Linked DNA regions of Mus musculus: regions 1 and 3 are each linked to region 2. Evidence: chromatin contacts called from public HiChIP or PLAC-seq data. All regions are on one chromosome and are shown on one strand. Each heading gives the region's core, a stretch centred on a gene start, on an enhancer-like site or on the middle of the called end of the contact. The rest is flanking DNA. Distances are from core to core; before and after follow the strand shown. Region 1 has its middle 44 kb from the start of Xpo1. Region 2 has its middle 15 kb from the start of Gm12059. Region 3 holds the start of Usp34 (ubiquitin specific peptidase 34).

Region 1 (4,024 bases), core at 1,300-3,799, 130 kb before region 2:
GAGGCCATAGGATTCCCATGGAACTGGAGATGTGACCCAATTGATGTGGGTGATGGGATCCTAACTCAGGTCCTCTGCAGGAGTAGTGTGTGCTCTTTACTGCTGAGCATGTCTCTAGCATGCATTCTGTATGGTAAGTGATCCCCAGGAGACTCATGGGCACTTGAAACTTTGAGAAGTGCTGGTTACTCAATGACCATAGACACTGTTGTGTGAACACTGGTAGGGCCTGAGGTGAAAAGGCTAGTTTGCTTTGATAGTGTACATAGAGCAAAACGATGGTGGGATGGGTAAAGACTCGGAAAGGGCTCCCCTAGGTCAAATGGAGCTCAGTGCAAATGAATTCCCTCCATCCATCAGGAGGATCCTGCTCTAATGGCTCCAGGAAAACAAACTAGAATAAACAAAGAATTCAGCCCGAAATATAACTAAGTGTGACCCAATTTATTTTAATTAATTTCTTTATTTCCAGAGTGATCTATACAGTTGATCCAATTTGCTACTTTCTCCTGAGCATATGACGTATCGACAGTCATGCATTAACTAAAGGAGATTAAATAATAGCTTCTGAGTGCTTGGGACCAGAACTGTCGGTTCACACCTCCCCTTTGCAATGAGAACGTCATGATAAAATCAGGTGAGAGATCATATATGGTCATTGGCAGAACAGCAGCCCCAGATGAGGTGCCCACGTTAGAGAAATCCCGACTCTGACTTAGGCAAGGTAAAACACACTAGCGCTTTTCAGATGGAGATAAACAACAATCCAAACAACACAGAGTACTCTTTTGTTTTCCTGTGTACGTGTGTGGTGCAAACACTCATGTGCATTTGTATCTCCCTCAGTGTGTGCACATGGATGTGTAAGCCTGTGGAGGCCCAGGGTAGGTGTCAGGGGTGTCTTCAGTAGCTGTCCACCTCATTCATTGAGTCAGGGTCTCTCAAGTGAACCCAGAGCTCACTAACCAGCTTTGTGGGGGGTGTTCCCTATTTCTGCCTTCAGTGCTGGAATTACTGGTGTTTGTATGTGTTCTGAGATCCAAACTAATCCTCCTGTGTTCATGAATAGCACTTTAATGGAGTTGTCTCTCCAGTCCTGTATTGTAATTGCTTTGGTTTTGGGATGGAATCTCATTATGGAGCCTTCCCCGGCTTTGTAGATCAGGCTGGCCGGGGACTTACTGCTTAAGCCTCCCAAATGCCAGGCATGTATACTGAACCGAGCAACAGCAAATTTTTAGCTGGTGACCAGCCCTGGCACTTGGGGGAAACAGGTAGATGAGAAGTTCAAGGTCATCCTTAACTGTATAGAAAGAAGGTTTGAGACTAGACAGGATCTTGCTCTGCAGCTCTGGCCAGCCTGAATGCTGCAGAAACCTTCAGCCTTCTGCCTGCCAAGTACTGGGAGTGCAGAGTGCAGGTTTTTTGTTTTTGTTTTTAATTTATTTATTTATCTATTTTATATGTATGAGTATCCTGTAGCTATCTTCAGACACACCAGAAGAGGGCTTCAGATCCCAATACAGATGGTTGTGAGCCACCATGTATGTGGATGCTGGGAATTGAATTCAAGACATCTGGAAGAGCAGTCTGTGCTCTTAACCACTGAGCCATCTCTCCAGCCCCAGAGTGCAGGTCTAAGAGCAGCTTTCTCTATGAAAAGATTTTATGACATCACTGTTAAATTTGATCCCTATAGAAATTGTCAAGCTGGGCTGGTGAGATGGCTCAGTGGTTAAGAGCACTGACTGCTCTTCTGAAGGTCCTGAGTTCAAATCCCAGCAACCACATGGTGGCTCACAACCATCTGTAATGAAATCCGCCGCCCTCTTCTGGTGTATCTGAAGACAGCTACAGTGTACTTAGATATAATAATAAATAAATCTTAAAAAAAAAAAAAAGAGGGCTGGTGAGATGGCTCAGTGGGTAAGAGCACCCGACTGCTCTTCCGAAGGTCCAGAGTTCAAATCCCAGCAACCACATGGTGGCTCACAACCATCCGCAACAGGATCTGACTCCCTCTTCTGGAGTGTCTGAGGACAGCTACAGTGTACTTACATATATTAACAAAATAAATCTTTAAAAAAAAAAAAAAGAAAGAAAGAAAGAAATGGTCAAGCAAACACGGGAGTGTGGTGGCACACTGTCTGGAATCTCAGTGCTTGGGAAGAAGTCAAGAAATCAGGAAACTCAGGGTCGTCCTCGGGTACAGCAGGTTTCAGCCCAGCCCGGGCTATGTGAGATTCTAAGTAAAAGAAAAGAAAAGAAAAGAAAAGAAAAGAAAAGAGAAAAAAAAAAAACTAAATAAAAACAAAGAAAGAGACTAATTGAGATGGTGTTGTCGTCAGCGACCCCATCTCGCGGCAGTGAAGTTAGAAAGTGGGGCCTGAAGAAGCGCCTGGTCCTGGAGACGCTTCTCTTCCCTCAGCCACATTTAGAATTCACAGAAAATATTTAAAAGCCTCTGCGAGGTAACTTCTAATCCCCCATGCAGTTTTGAGCCAATCCCACCCTTGAGGCAGCCACGCCTCCCGGGAGCAGAGGTGGAGGGGCGCTATTGTTCTGGGTTTCCTTTCTTTGTCCACTCCCGCCCCTGCCTCCGCTGCCTGGCCACCTCAGCCTTCCCCCTCTGCTCGGGGCCTGGGTTTTCCCTGCTCAGCCCGTTAGTTCACAACTCACAGTGTTGCACCCGTTTTTAAACTTCCTTTTCTCCAAAAAGAGCATTTCTGTAGTTCCCAAGGACTGTTCCGTCTAAGAATAAACACTGGCATTCAAGCGGAGCGAAGGGATCTACTTATTGGGGCTTGTTTGTTTTGAGACAGAGTCTTACCCTGTAGCTGAGACTGGCCTGGAACTGGAGAGCCTTCTGCCTTCACCTGCAGAAGTACTGGGTTTACAGGTGTGTACCACCAAGCCAACTACAACACACTTCTGTCTGAGTCGTTGGCACACTCTGTAGAATAAAGCAACTAGTCATAGTAATTGGTTACTTAAAAATTTAAAATCAAACCCAGCATATCAGATGTACATATGAAATTTGGACACTGCCTCCAGCCCTCATCCCCTCACCCCCTACCCCCACCCCACCCCCCACCACACCCCGTGGCAGCTTCCTGAAGGCAAGGAACACTGGTGTCATGTGACACTGCCCACTCTGCTCCATTCTAAGGATTTTGATCAGTGCATAATTGTAGCCCAACAGCTCACAGTCCCTCCCCCACACCACAGTAGACTCAAAGTCAATACACACAATTAAGAGGTAAAATTGTATTATTACTTATATAAGGAGAGCATCAGGACTGATCCCAAAGAAGTGTCTCGGGAGGGAGCTTTCACTGGGAAGCGAATCAAATCCATACAGAAAAGTCTCTTCATGTAGAAGTAGACAGTTTTCTGAGCATGTAGTAAGACAACATGGTTTTTCACTTAACATACTGATTGTTTGTTTGTTTTGTTTGTTTGTTTGTTTTGTTTTTTTTTTAATTTAAAGGGGGGGGGATAGACTGGGTGGTGACAGATACCTTTAACCCAGTATATGGGAGTCTGACACAGGTGGATCTCTATGACATGTCTAAGGTCAGTCTGGTCTACATAGCAAGTTGCAGGCCAGCCAGAGTTACTTGGTGAGATCCTGTCTCAGAGGACTAGAATTTTGTTCCCTGTGTTCACATCAGGCGACTCATGGTTTCTGGCCTCCATGAGCACACATATGTGTGTATACATACACACATATGTGTATACATACACACTTACACATAGGCCAAGTGTTACATTTATAAACAGTCCTGATCAGTAAGTTACATTATATTGAAACAAAGTGCTACAACATAAACTTCGAAATGAAGGTTAAAGAAAAAAAAAAAAAAAGAATTAAGTTGGGAATTGAGGGTAGAGTGTTGACTCAGCAGTTAGGAGTGCTTGTTTCACAACCAGGAGGACTGGAGTTCTGATTCCAACAGCCACATAAAAAGCTGTGTGTTCAGTACGTACCCAGGTGTGAGTGGAGCTGGTACTGGAAGATCTC
Region 2 (3,919 bases), core at 367-2,866:
TGGAGTGTTTTGCACGTATGTATGTATGTATGTATGTATGTGTACAATGTGCATGTCCGGTGACCCATAAGGTCAGTGGAAAGTTTTGGATCCCTGGGAATGGAGTAACAGACAGGTGTGAGCCAGGATGTGGGTGGGTTCTGGGAATCAAACCTAGGTCCTCTTCTAGAGCAAGTGCTCTTAACCACCAAACCATCTCTCAAGCCCCACAAAGTAAAATTTTATTCATGTATAAAGAAAAATGAAATTATGAAATTCGCAGTGAAGTGACTGAGCTAGAAAAATAGAACATGAAATGAGTAGCTCAGGTTCAGAAAGACAATGAGTTAGCATTCTGTCTAAGCTCTGCCCCACAGTTAACACAATGGCTTCTCGTCCCCTGTCATAGGTGGATCCTCGGGGAACTTTTAGGGGTGTGTGTTTAATCTGGAGTCTCAGTAGAGCCCAGGAATGTGGAAAGGGCCAATGGGTGGGGCTTAGCGTAGAGTGCCTGTAGTGTAAAGTAGGAGAGGACATGGGGAGTTAACAATTAAGCACGTGTGGGGGCAGGGAAAGAGAGGGGCTGGTGGGGTGAATTAATTATAGCCTAGAATGTCTGACAACCTACATGGAAATCCTCTACTTAGTAAGATAATTTTAAAAAACTGTTTAGGGAGTTTGAGCACAACATTCTTCGTGGGTGCGTTGTTTCCCAGCCCCCCTGCCCAGAAGGACATGAGGTATTCTTTTAAAAGGTTCATTTATTTAATTTTTTTGTATATGAGTACACTGTCACTCTCTTTATGCACACCAGAAGAGGGCATCAGATCTCATCACAGATGGTTGTGAGCCACCACGTGGTTGCTGGGAATTGAACTCAGGATCTCTGGAAGAGCAGTCAGTGCTCTTAACCGCTGAGCCATCTCTCCAGCCCAAGACATGAGTTATTAAATAAAAGTCTCAGTGCCAGATGAGGGATCCCACCTTATTAGGTGTTTGTCAGGGAGGCCTAGAGGTCCCCACACAGCCACCACTACTGCTCATTCTCCCACCATAACTAGATGATAAGACCCTTTGGCTGAAGACACGGCACTTATTTCAGGGCAGAGAGAAATCAAGCTAGAACTGACTCGACAACTTCCTGGTAGCTATCTTTCATAGTGCTAATAGGTGCTGTGCAGGCCACCAAGAGAGAAAAGTGATCAATACTGTTCCCAAGTGGTGGATCCTGCGTGCTACAATAGTCACTTGCCAGGCAAAATGTGCCTGGGTCAGTAAAGGCATGAAGATCACTGGGAGAGCCAGCCACTCTCTTGTTGGCTCTGAGGCCTCCTGAGGAATTCATGTCTGGTACTGTAAACCTGGTCAAAAGCCCATGGCCTGGGAAGTGACTGTTGAATCCACAGTTCTAAATGGGACATCTACATCCACTACCACATCAAGATTCAGGGGGCATCGGAAAAGGACCAGAGTGGAGAAGAGTGCTGTGCAATACTACCTTCAGCACACAGTGTGGCCGCTGTGCACATAAACTCACCAAAGGCATTGAGAAGGCTAGGCTGATTCCAGGACAGACTTCAAATTGGTAGTTAAGGAGACTAGGCCTAAAAACTGGGCAAGCCTAGGCAAGCCCAGACAAGTCAGAAAAAGACTGCAGGCTCCAGGCAATGGAATGTCCCAGCAACCTGGCCTGAAGCAAGGACAGTGGGTCAGCAGCAGTTTCCAGACTTCCTCAGCTACTTCCTCAGAAACAGTTCCCAGACCTCCCTGGCAAGTTTCCAGCCCCCACACTCTGGTAATGGAATGTCTGTAGAGATGGATCCAACAGATTAACATAGAGGCCACCTACCCCCAAATTCCCTAATGTGCTTTAAATCAGGCCTGCAAGCTCAATTGGGTGTCTCCCTATCTTGGTAATGGGGAGACCCCATCATGCTGGACTTCTGCAGAATAAAACACTCTTTGCATTTACTTATTTGAGTCTGGGGTATCATTCTTCAATGAATCATGGACCTTTAACAATATAACACTGCACACAACTTTGTACTGTGTAATGCTTCCTCTGCACACAGTGTGGCCATTGTGTGCATAAGCTCACTGCAGCTGTAATACTGCTTATGACCTCTGCACAAAATTGAATCAATGAGGTTAGGCAGCATCCTGACAGGCAGCACTAAGTGGACTGGATGAATTACAAAGAGAGCAAGAAAGAAAGGACACGACGGCTAAAGGGGAATGTGTTGGGAATTCCAGGGAGTGGAAGAAGTGAATCTCTGCATGTATACATGTATGGAATTATATGGTAAATCTATACATGTATGGAATTGAAAAGAGACCATCTCTCTACATAGCCCTGGCTGTCCTGGAACTCACTATATAACTGCCTGTCCCTGCTTCCCAAGTGTTGCCTGGCTTAAAAGACATTGTAAAAGATTATTCTACAGCAAATGAAAACAAAACAAAAAAAGACAAAGAAACCTAACCTTTTGACCTGCCCTTTTACTCTTCCCTCTCTCTGTGCTCCATTTCCCTCGTGACTGGGTTCCGATCTCGGACCTCTTCTCTCCTGTCCCACATGGAGCCCATCAGAGCAGGTAGCCATACCTAAACCACAGAAGCAGACAGCTCCTTACCTCCTCTGGCAGCTGGTCCAAAGCACGGCTCTTGCTCCATACCCTGCCCTCTTGCTTATTTATTTTTTTAATGGAATGAAATCATACTTCTAAAGTATAAGTCACAACATGTCGGCTCTCCTCAGCTTCTCATTCCCTCAGAACGAAGGCAGACATGCTTAACTGTGGCCTGTAAACCTGTGTGGTTGTCTCTTCCACCACCATCTCCACCATCTCTCATTTTACTGCCTGTTGCTCTGTCCTAGCTCACCAGGATGGTGTTGCCAGTAGTCACTGTGTGTTCCCAGGCTCTTGTTTAACAGTGAGGCAAAACCCACACAGATTGTAAAGCAGTGAAGGAGTATTACTCAAAGCAAAACAATGGAAAAGATCAGAATACACTTGCAAGGGAACAGGGGGCCACATGAGCAAGGAACCTCAGGGCTCTGGTCACTGTCTGGGTTTGACTTTAGGAGAAGGAGCAGTTTGGTACTAGGCGTGGAATTTGGATGGTTCTCTAGTTTTACTGAGTTTTTTTTTTTTGTTTTTGTTTTTGTTTTCTGCACATTTCCCCTTATATAAAATATCTGATTTTAACCATATTCACATCTAATTGTGTACAGGCATAATGGAGAGGGGTTGGAAAAGGGGTATTTATACTCCTGGGGAGGTGGCCTGGGTTTGTGTGGCCCTGTACAATGGCCAGGGCAGAGGTGTTGGAAGAGGCATCATCTGCATATTCAGGGGCTGCAGTGGGCTGATAGTGGGAGCACAAGGACTTATAAGGTCAAACCAGAAAGAAGCCTAATAACTATGAGGGTAATAAACTCTTACTAGGGTTGATGATGGGGGAGTCAACTTTATGGTGCCAGGATGGGAGCTGGGAGAGAGCCAACTCCATGCTGCCTGAGGCCTGGGATTGAAACTCTCCTGGATTCTTCCTCTGTAATCCTAGGCCATTACAGTCCCACACTAGTCCTTGAACCTCCCATAATGTTGCAAGCATAAACTTATAGCAGCACAGATTATCTGTACAAGTCTGGGCTATTGACATTCTAATGTGGGTGAAGGAAGAGTTTGTGAGGTCCCACCCCAGGGTCCTCCTTCTGGGATTCTCCAGGTATCCATGGGTAATACGGTAATGTGTTTCAGTTGAAGACTTTCCAAACTCTCCTATACAGAATAATTGCTCTCATCTCTGCCCCCTTAGTTGCCCTGATTATTCTTCAGAACACTGTTCTAAAATTCATTATTTTGAAATTACTATATTTACATGAAATTGTTTTAAATAATAGAGAGTTCCTGTGTACCATTTGTATAACTATAAC
Region 3 (4,054 bases), core at 1,347-3,846, 230 kb before region 2:
GATTTTCTAGAACTCTAAGGGATCTGATGCTCCTTCTGACTCTGAGGGCACACGGGCATGCATCTGGTACACTTATACATATAAAATTAAATTTAAAAATCTAAAATTTAAAAAAAAAAATCCCTGATTTTCTTTGTTGTTTTTGTTGGGGGGGGGCATTCCTGGGGGCTGAAGTGCTGGCTTCACCCACACTAGGCAAACACTACCACTGAGCTGTATGCCAAGCACTCTTACTTTTTATTTTGAGACAAACTCATCTTGTAGCCCAGAAAGATCCTTGACCTTGTGGTAGCCCTGCCTCAGCTTCCTGAGTAGCTGGGATTACAAACAAGCCTGTACTAGCAGGCCAGGCTAATTCAACGAGTTTTAGTCCCAGTTCAACCACCATGTTCATCCTGAAGCTCCATCCATCTTGCACACTGGCAAACATTAATTACCACAGTGAAGTAGAATCTGTCCTGTCCTCAAGAACTCAGTATCATACTTGGGGTGGCGGGGGGGGGGGGGGGGGGACCGCAGTGAAAATACAGTTTTGAAACAACATCTCACTACATATGAAAGCATTTAAGACAACTACGGTGGTTTAAAAATATATATATCTCCTGAGATGATTGAAGGCTGATTTTCCAATGAGCCTTAAAGAAAACACTAAGCATATAAGTAAGTACCTTTGGGAAACACTGACTGACACAATTTCAAGACAATCATAACACCTTTTTATTACTAACTTACATGCATGTGTGTGAGAATGTGGGGACCCTGGAGTAAACCCACTCCCCTGAGAGATGTCACCAGCCCTTAAAAAGAGTATCTATCTATACCATGCAAAGGTCATCTCTTCTCAAGTAAATTTTCTTTAGATACTATGTTTACAACATTCCTAGTTAGGCTTAAAATGTTTTAAATCACACCCTAAGGGGGCTGGAGAGATGGCTCAGTGTAGTTAAGAGCACTTGCTGCTCTTCCAGAGGACCTGGGTTCAGTTCTCAGCACCTACATGGGGCAGCTCACATCTGGGGCAGCTCACATCTGCTGCAACTCCAGCTCCAGGGGACCTGATGCTTACTTGGGCAGCTGCACTCACAGGAATATATCTGTAAACAGACACACACATACCTACAGAATCTTTAAATCACTTCTCCCAAACTATTTTTCCTAAAGTATACTAAACAATTAAGTACTTTCAAGTTGGAGAACAGAGAGTCACAATCATCAATGTATTTCTAAGATACAAAATGTTTTACTGAAATAAGTACTAAGGAACTATGTTTACCATATCACTTCTACCAAGAATGAAATTTATGTCAAAATAGGAATAACCTTATAAAATACTAGGAAAATGTAGGATGACACAGATATGGGAAAATGTAGTTTGAATATATACAAAACACCTACTTTAATCTGTCAGGAACTAAATACATAGCTGAAAATAAATTATAAACCTTTTAGCCATTAAAGTGAAACTCAAGCACATAATAAAGTAAAAATTAAGCAACCAAAAGGGAATTACAATCTACAAATAGACTTTTTAAATGAATGAATTAAAAGGAATAAGTAGTTTCGAAATCTGTCAAAATATCACACTGAATATAAATTCCAATACCTCAAATGAATATTTGTCACAAATCAAGTTTGTGTAAATTATCTTTTCATCTAAACCACCTCTGGGCCCACAAGTGGCTGACGTGCAATATTCCCTGTTTCTTAAGCAGAAATGCAATCTTGCAAGGCCAAAAATAAAATATGTAATACAATAATAAAGAATAAGGAGTAAGGCCTCTCATTTTCAGAGACAGACCATGACTAACTCGGGGTGGTTGTCGTTGGTAGAGATCTCCTTATAATAGACTTTACTACTTAAACGACGAATGGTACTAAAGAAATACTATCACCTTTATTTTTAATTAAGGTAAGACGGTTCCAATCATCACTATTGCAGTTCAATTTCTGCTATTTAAGGGCTGGCAGATGGATTGAATACACCCACACACCCTCAAGGGATGGAAAAATCACCACCCTTCTCCCACGGACTTTAACGAAAATTAGCAGGTAAGCGAGGCCTCCCCAGCACGCTGGAAATCAAAGAGGGCGGCCCTGAGGCTCGGACTGCAGAGCAAAGCCTAGTCCTCCGACCCCACCTCCCCACACCTTCCTCGAAGGGGGAAAGGGGCGGAAGGGCTCATTAGTGCCTTCATTAATTGACACCTGTAATGAGGAAACTTTCCGAGACCGCCCAAGCCGGACCCGGCCGGGGCTGCGCCGCGGCCTCTCGGGCGCCCAGGTAACCCGGCGGCCTGGGCCCGAGGCGCCGCGACGGCCGCCGCCACCACGCACCTTCCCGGGCACACAGGCCCGTACGCCGGGCCGGCCCGGTCGCCGCAGCCCGCAGGCCGGGAAGGCAGGCAAGGCGGGAGAGCACAGCCCAGGGACCCCCAAACCGTGCACCCCGACGGGTCCCCTACCCGGCGACTTACTTTCATTTAACACCTCCACCAGGTCTGCGCAGTTCTCGCACATCGTTCGGCCGCCGCCCCCCCCTCCCCCGCTTAGGATCGCGCTGACTGATCCCGACCGGCGGGGGGGAGGGGACGGAGGCAGGGGAGGGGGCCGGCCTGCCGGCGGGGCGGGGAAGCGACGAGGGCGGGCGGCGGCGGCGAGGACGGGGCGGGGAGCCGCGGGTGGGGGAGGGGGCCGGCGGGCCCGGGAGCGGGAGCGGGCGGGGGCGAGGAGGGGGGCGAGGGGAGCGCAGGCCTCAGGGGCGCCTAGGCGCCGGCGGCGGGGGAAGGGGGAAGGACGGGGGAGGGGAGAGGGAGGGGTGGGTGGGGAGAGAAGCAGCAGAGTCACTTCACCACCGACCAGACGCCGCGGCCACCGCCGCCGCCGCCGCCATTTTAATGGAGCGCTCGGGCTGCGCTCGGCTCTTTCCGCCCAGGCGAAGGAGCCGAAGAGAGGCGCCTCGCGCACTCATTCCTCCGCCCTCCTCGCTGCCCCCGCCCTCCGCCTCTCTCCGCACACACGCCGCACGCCCTGCCGGAGCCGCTGGCCGCCCTCCCTTTCCTCTTCCGTCCGGCCTCCCCGCCCTCGGTCCACCCCCTGTGCGCGCTCGCCCTCCCCGCCCAGCCGGATCTCTGTCAGCGGCCGGAAGGGGAGCGCGCCGCCCGCCGCCGCGGGGGGAGGCGGGTGAGTGGAAGATGGCGGAGGCTGCGGGCGGGTCGCGGGTACGCGGCCTCTCCCGCCCCTACGGGCTCCGCGCTCCGGGAGACTCGGCCGGAGCCGCGACGGATGGCCCGCCCCGTCCCCTGCCGCGGCGCGGCGCCTCCTGATCTCCCGCACCCCCGAGGGGAAGCGGTGAAGTTTGCCTGTCCTTCGGGTACTTTGAGGGTGGAGACGGCCGCGGGTCAGCAGATGCTGGCAACGCCGCGGCTCGCTCCCCACCTGGCTTCGGGAGAATGGAACAGCCCAGGGCGCGTCTTAACCTGAATCCCTGTTTATCTCAGCCGTGCGGTTCTGTGAGGCTCATGGATCCTCAGCAGTGAAACACCTTGACAGGACTAGAAATGGCGCGGTTGAGAAACCGTGACACCTCGTTTTTACGCACGAGGTCTTACAACGTGTGTGTCTACCCATTCATTCTTCATCGGAAACGCTCTATTAGGCTTTTTCATCAGAGAGAGACAGCGAGAGCTAGTACCGTGAGGAACGAAGCCTGGCGTGATGGTTTACGACAGTACTTCCTAAATGCAGGCAGGAGGGTTGCTCCGAGTTCGAAGGCAGCCTGAGCGACTTTTATAACCCCATTTGCCCAGTGCCAAAAGAAATGGAGCCAGGAGTGGAAAACAAGTGAAAGGGACACCCAACTTAAGTTTGGTATTGCATTAAGAACTAGAAGCTCGGGCTGGTGAGATGGCTCAGTGGGTAAGAGCACCCGACTGCTCTTTCGAAGGTCCGAAGTTCAAATCCCAGCAACCACATGGTGGCTCACAACCACCCGTAATGAGATCTGATGCCCTCTTCTGGTGCGTCTGAAGACAGCTACAGTGTACTTACATATATA

The links. HiChIP or PLAC-seq counts read pairs in DNA pulled down with a chosen protein or histone mark.
Region 1: an H3K27ac HiChIP or PLAC-seq map of embryonic stem cells shows a contact between it and region 2, with 26 read pairs. The contact joins two enhancer-like sites. A contact is called at or near these places in 1 of 484 Hi-C or Micro-C datasets (nephron progenitors) and 4 of 115 datasets of contacts at active chromatin or transcription factors (bone marrow-derived macrophages, embryonic hindbrain and embryonic stem cells).
Region 3: an H3K27ac HiChIP or PLAC-seq map of embryonic stem cells shows a contact between it and region 2, with 18 read pairs. The contact joins the promoter of Usp34 here to the enhancer-like site in region 2. A contact is called at or near these places in 2 of 484 Hi-C or Micro-C datasets (embryonic stem cells and female germline stem cells) and 8 of 115 datasets of contacts at active chromatin or transcription factors (bone marrow-derived macrophages, embryonic stem cells, epiblast stem cells and 2 more).

Annotation. Positions count from the first base shown.
Region 1 is chr11:23,209,911-23,213,934 of GRCm38.p6, reverse strand. No RefSeq gene overlaps it. Among named protein-coding and RNA genes, the nearest start is that of Xpo1, 44 kb to the left of the region's middle. Within about 2 kb of position 2,549, at least 106 of the 459 cell types and tissues checked have an H3K27ac peak or open chromatin away from gene starts, as enhancers often do. A contact at or near this core is called in embryonic stem cells, where this site is marked.
Region 2 is chr11:23,078,363-23,082,281 of GRCm38.p6, reverse strand. No RefSeq gene overlaps it. Among named protein-coding and RNA genes, the nearest start is that of Gm12059, 15 kb to the right of the region's middle. Within about 2 kb of position 1,616, at least 33 of the 459 cell types and tissues checked have an H3K27ac peak or open chromatin away from gene starts, as enhancers often do. A contact at or near this core is called in embryonic stem cells, stem cell-derived neural progenitor cells and trophoblast stem cells, where this site is marked.
Region 3 is chr11:23,305,437-23,309,490 of GRCm38.p6, reverse strand. It overlaps Usp34 (ubiquitin specific peptidase 34), which reads right to left and starts at 2,596. Exons shown (of 80, transcript NM_001190401.2): 1 at 2,475-2,596. The coding sequence starts at 2,517.